2 separate regions of the Sus scrofa genome follow, and region 2 is linked to region 1. Evidence: chromatin contacts called from public Hi-C data. All regions are on one chromosome and are shown on one strand. The core of a region is the stretch at or near the end of the contact, and the rest is flanking DNA. Distances in the headings are between cores, read along the strand shown.

What was found. Hi-C and Micro-C count contacts between places; a contact is called where the count stands out from the background.
Region 2: a contact with region 1 is called in a Hi-C map of embryonic fibroblasts, with 2.1 times the contacts expected there. The contact joins two enhancer-like sites. A contact is called at or near these places in 3 of 47 Hi-C or Micro-C datasets (embryonic fibroblasts, fetal heart ventricle and heart right ventricle) and 1 of 2 datasets of contacts at active chromatin or transcription factors (alveolar macrophages).

Annotation. Positions count from the first base shown.
Region 1 is chr8:76,955,530-76,958,229 of Sscrofa11.1, reverse strand. No RefSeq gene overlaps it. Among named protein-coding and RNA genes, the nearest start is that of GATB, 270 kb to the left of the region's middle. Within about 2 kb of position 1,304, at least 63 of the 83 cell types and tissues checked have an H3K27ac peak or open chromatin away from gene starts, as enhancers often do. A contact at or near this core is called in embryonic fibroblasts, where this site is marked.
Region 2 is chr8:77,236,667-77,239,366 of Sscrofa11.1, reverse strand. GATB (glutamyl-tRNA(Gln) amidotransferase subunit B, mitochondrial) reads right to left here. Exons shown (of 15, transcript XM_021101518.1): 2 at 1,984-2,050; 3 at 1,204-1,448. The coding sequence starts at 1,379. Among named protein-coding and RNA genes, the nearest start is that of GATB, 16 kb to the right of the region's middle. Within about 2 kb of position 1,431, at least 52 of the 83 cell types and tissues checked have an H3K27ac peak or open chromatin away from gene starts, as enhancers often do. A contact at or near this core is called in embryonic fibroblasts, where this site is marked.

The sequences.
Region 1 (2,700 bases), core at 55-2,554:
TCAGTGACTTGATAATTTCCTTGCCTTTAATAAGCGAATTAGTCCAGGAGCTCCCGTGGTGACACAGCAGAAACAAATCTGACTAGTATCCATGTGGATGAGGGTTTGATCCCTGGCCTCGCTCAGTGGGTTAAGGATCTGGCGTTGCTGTGAGCTGTGGTGTAGGTCACAGACGTGCCTTGGATCTGGCACTGCTGTGGTTGTGGTGGAAGCCGGCAGCTGTAGCTCCCATTTGACCCCTAGCCTGGGAACTGCCATGTGCCCAGGGTGCAGCTCTAAAAAGACCAAAAAAAAAAAAAAAAAAAAAAAAAAAAAAAAAAAAAAAAAGTGACAGAGAGAATTAGCCCACACATGAAGTATTTCCTTGCTCTGGCATCAGTCCAGATGCACGGAACTGTGACTGCCAGGGGATCTGCAAACCCCCAGACCAGGGCTTGCTCAGATGGATGTCACCATCTCTGGGGCATCCGCTCCCCAACTTCCCCCTCTGTGCGTGATATTCCCAATCTTATATCTCAGGGGTTCCTCTGGTGAGGAAAGTGAGGCTTAGAAGGGGTAACGACCCACCAAGATCTCCATGGAGGGCTCCGAGGGTCCCCTCCATGTCCTTGGATGCTGCAGGAGCTCAAAGAGCCGAGCTGCCTGCAGCGGCCCCCACGGCTTTGGGAGGCCTGGAGCACTGGCACCTGCGGCTGACCGCGTCGGAGCCGGAGGACAGTGACATTCAGTAGGGGGCACCCGAGAGCCCAGATGGCCGGGAGCAGCCCTCCCTCCAGGCCCCGCCGCCGACCGGGAAGGACTTGGAATTTAATCCTCCGCATTCCATTCTGGGTTCCTGTGACATAATAAAGCCCTAGGAGGGATCTCGAGTGACTCGTCAGCAGAACCCGCAGCGGGATTTTCTATAGATAGCCAGGGCGTGTCTCGAGCTTCGTCCGCGCTGCGGGAGGAAGGTTCTTTTCTGCCTGGGCTGGGCAGTACTGTGGGCGGCAGGTGGGAGGCTTCGGGGACCCGCCAGGCCCTGGGGCCCCGGGGGACTTGGTCAGGCAGCAGGGGAGGGGGCCCCCCAGAGATCCCAGGCCAGGCCCGGGAATTCCAACTATGGCGTTTTGGAGAAAACTATTTAGTTATTTGCCCTCACTGACCTCAATCCATGTTGGGACTGCGGCTGCAATGAGATGTCCCAAATACTGAGCCTCAAGCAGCCTTTGATGCTGGCTCTGAAAAGATTCCGTGGCCTGAGCCAGGCTCTCATGGGCGAGAGAGGCGTGTTTGGAATGTGGGTGTGCGGTGTTGTGATTGGAGGTTTGGGGTTTCAGAGTTCCTTAATTTGCATGGCCATGCAGCAGGGTTATTACTGTTCACAATAGAGGGTTGGAATTTGAAACTCTGTTTACTTTTCCAGATGCCAAACAGGCAGCATTCCTATCAAGAATGTCCTGTAAAGACCAGCATGATAGTATAGAATCCTATTAGTGTGTGTGGGTGTATGTATATATATATGTGTATATATATATATACACATATACATATATATATATTTTTTCATCTTGACTGCTGGTGGAGAGGAATTCTCAGAAGCCATGCATATATTTTACATAAAATAATAGCTAAGCTGCCAAGGGCTTTAATGATATAATTTCATCTTGGGATTCTGCGCTCTTTGGTTTATGCTGCCTGCCATCAGAACCCTGAGACAGAATTAATTCATGTAACTGGGACAAGCCCAATTGCTGTGTTGCCATTCCACTTATAAGTGAACTCAACTATTTTAATTGCCCAAACATTTGGTGGGTAGGGTATGAGGTGGAGAGAAGTATGTCAGATGTATTCATTAGCTGCAGAATAAATTCCTCAGAGGCAATACACTGTTGTTGTTCAAAATAAGAACATTCTGGTCTAATAGCTTGGGTTTGCATCCTGACTTGGGCCTAAAATTGTGAAAACCTGGGAGTTCCCTGGTGGCTCAGTGGGTTAAGGACCTGACATTGTCACTGCTTGTTGTTCTGGTTACTGCTGTTTCTCAGGTTCCATCCCTGGCCCAGGAAATTCTGCAGGCCATGGGCACAGCCAAATGAAACAAAAGCTGTGAAAACTTGAGTTAGTGATCATCCCTGAGCCTCCATTTACTCGTTTGGGATACTGGTTGCCTGCTTCTCAGGGTTGTTGAGAGGATTCAGTGCTGTCAGAACGGATGCGGTGGATGAATACAAGGTCTCTGAAAGACCCTGGCTATAGTGCCTGGAGCACTGTAGCTGTTGATACATGGCTGCTGTTTTATTAGCTCCACAACCACAGCCAAACATCCCTGAAACTGTTCCCTGACACCATGGAGGTCCAGGAATCTTAGCCACTTCCAGCCAGGAGCTTCTCTTTTTAGCCCCCGAATTCCCTAGATGCTCCACATTCGTGAATTGTATTATTCCCAGCCAGAGCGAGCAGGGTGGCGGCCCCCACCCTGTCTGGAATCCCAGAGCACCTCTGGGATTCTGACCCAGCACAGCTGCCTGTTGCAAATAATTCCGGAAATATGAAGCAGGACATATTGCGGTTCCATAGAAAGGTCTGAGCAGTGGACTTCATGCGTCTGTCATGGATCTGCCTTCTCCAGCAGAGGAATGAAAACAGGGCTTGGCTTAGAAGAATATTGCCCTCCTGCCCCACCAGACAATGAGCAGGAGCCCCTGAAATGCAAAAGAT
Region 2 (2,700 bases), core at 182-2,681, 280 kb before region 1:
ATACTTTAGTATAAATGCTACAATCATCTCCTCTGGCCACTCTTACTCTGTTGGGTCTGTATGAACATTCCAGACAGGTCTCTCCAGGTTCCTGTAAGTGTGCTTAGTCCCTCTGAAACCCATGTATCCTGCACAATATGTAGATGGCTTGGTGCACACATACTCCCTATTCTGTCTCTTCCTATCCTGCTCTTCCCCCAGAAATTTTCTATATTATCTTAATTTTTGTCAACATGCATTTAGTTTTATTTCAATTATTGCAACACATGAGATTCCACATCTATAGTATTGATGAATTCCTTCTTTTTAAAGACTGGAAGCACAACTTGTAACTGAGAAGAATTAAAGAACTTCTCAAATTCTGCATTCACAAAAACCTTATTCAATGTATTTTTGCAGTTTCATTATAGGAGAGAAAAAAATACTTTCCATTCACTGTGAGACAATCTCATTTATGAAAAGAATAGAAACAATGTGTCCGGACATTTTCCCTCTGTTCCAACATAAAAGCAAAAAAAAAAAAAAAAGCAACTTAATCTCAGGAAAAACTGAGTATCAGACACATGTCTTTTTCTGTAGTTAAAAAGAACCTATTTAGGTCTTAAATAGTCAAATATAAACAGCGGTTCAGAGAATACTGAAAAAGAAGGAAGATCTCTTGTATTGGCTGCATCCTACTAGGTCTAAACACACATGTTCAACATAAAACATCTCCACAAATAGGTGGTGATTTCTGGCCAATAACATTAAGCCACCGCCATTCAGAGTTTGCAGGCAAAAGCTTCTTTTAACCTTTAGAACACTGCTGGCCCATAGTAGCGCTAAATTAGTGTCAGCTAACTAAGATCCCACTTCTACTGCTACGGACCCTGCTAATAGCCACTGCTGCTATTAGTTAAGGTGACTGAGTCCACTCTTCAGTCTTGTGCAGCCCTCGATTCAAGAAAACCCTATTTTACACTCGCGAACTACCCCAAAATGCCCGTGTGTCTTAAGACTGTGGTTTCTGTGTGGGGCGGGGCTGATAGAGAACCAGCATCGAGCTCCCACTTAGCTTTCAGGGCTGCAACTTACAGCCCAACACCCTCCCGCCGACCAAAACGTCTCGAGTGAAGACTGGACTGTAGTGGGCATCATTTTCCTAGCCTCGCAGTTCCACCTCACACTTAAGTGTGCAGTAAAGGTATGAAATAGTATATATACCCTTTCCTTGGCTTCTGGGCCGTGATGAGGGGCTGCTGAGCCACTGAGCTCTGTCCCCTTTTCCCGCTGGCCGTGGACCCAGCTGGAAACCGTTTCTCGTGGCGAGAACAGTCGCCAATCCGAGGGAAAGCCCAACGCCTTCCAGGACAGCACCAGCGTAGCATGGGCGCCGCCATTGCCGCGCCAAGGTCCTGGTCAGGTGACACAGCCGCCCTCTGCCGCAAGGCTGTCTGGGAAGCGTAGTTCTGGAAATGGATCAAATGTTATAGGCTCAGACCGGAAGACTACTATTCCCAGGAGCACTGCGATTCAAAAGCTTCCGGAACCGGGCGGGGAGGGGACGGAAGGGAGGAAGAAATAGAGAAGACAGGGGGAGGGTTTATGGGTCGGAAGGTGTGACTCCTCCTAGTGGGGAGTTGGAGAGCTTTGTATCTCTGAGCACCTGTTTGAGTGAGAACAGGTGGTGCCAAAGCACTAAAGTTGAGAAAGCTGGTGAGGATTTTATACCCCAGTTAACCTTTGGGGCTGAAGTAAATGACCTTGACATCTCCGGGAAGACTTTCCAAACCCCCCAAACCCACTGAGTTATTTTTTTCTGTTTACTTTTCCACTTCACATACTAATCTGTACATTCCTGCAACAATTACTTATTTGCATGCCTACTAGTTGGGCTGCACCCCACAGGCTTACAAGCCCGGTGCTTGCCAAGCTTCAGGACAGAATGCAGAGCTGAGAGTCAGCAACAGAGATATCAATGGTTTAATGGATGGGGGAGCTTACCCATTTGAAGCAAGGTCCTGGAGCGACACCCCACCGTGTGTGGTGATGTGGCCAGCCAACTTCACTCCTAGAGGGAAGGGAGATTGCCAGTTATAGGGAAAATTACCACAGATTGGATCATTAGTTACCAGGGAAACTGGCCGAGGGGCACGCCCCTCACTGTGCCTTTGATAAGAACAATCACCAGCTGGAGCCTGGGGAGAGTATGTAGGAAGTTCAGTCCTGTGAGTGGGTGTGGATGAAGCAGGCACTGGTCGGCAGGGGATGTATAGAGAGTAAGAGGACAACCATCTTGAGTGGCCTGACCATACACACTACTCTATGCCAGGCACAGTTCTTAGAATTCAGCAGTGAGCAAGGTGGTTATGGCCTCTGTGCTCATGGAGCTTACATACTTGGCAGATGAGATGACAGAAAAGTGAACAAAAATAGTATACTTTCACAAAAGAAGGGTTATATTTCAGCATGTTACCAGAAAGATGTTACCGGAATCCAGGTTCTTGTTCACAGAGCTAAAGAATGAACTTCACGAACACACAGGCAGCAAGCAAGCAATCAAAAGTCTTTATTACAGGAAAGCAAACAGCTCCCAGCACAGACACTGGGAAGGGGAGGAAGAGTCCCCCTTTCTATTGTTCTATGGAGGTTTTTATCTCTTAAAGACAGGGGTACCAATGTGGGGTCCAGATACCAGTTCTTTTTCCCATTAGCCTTGCC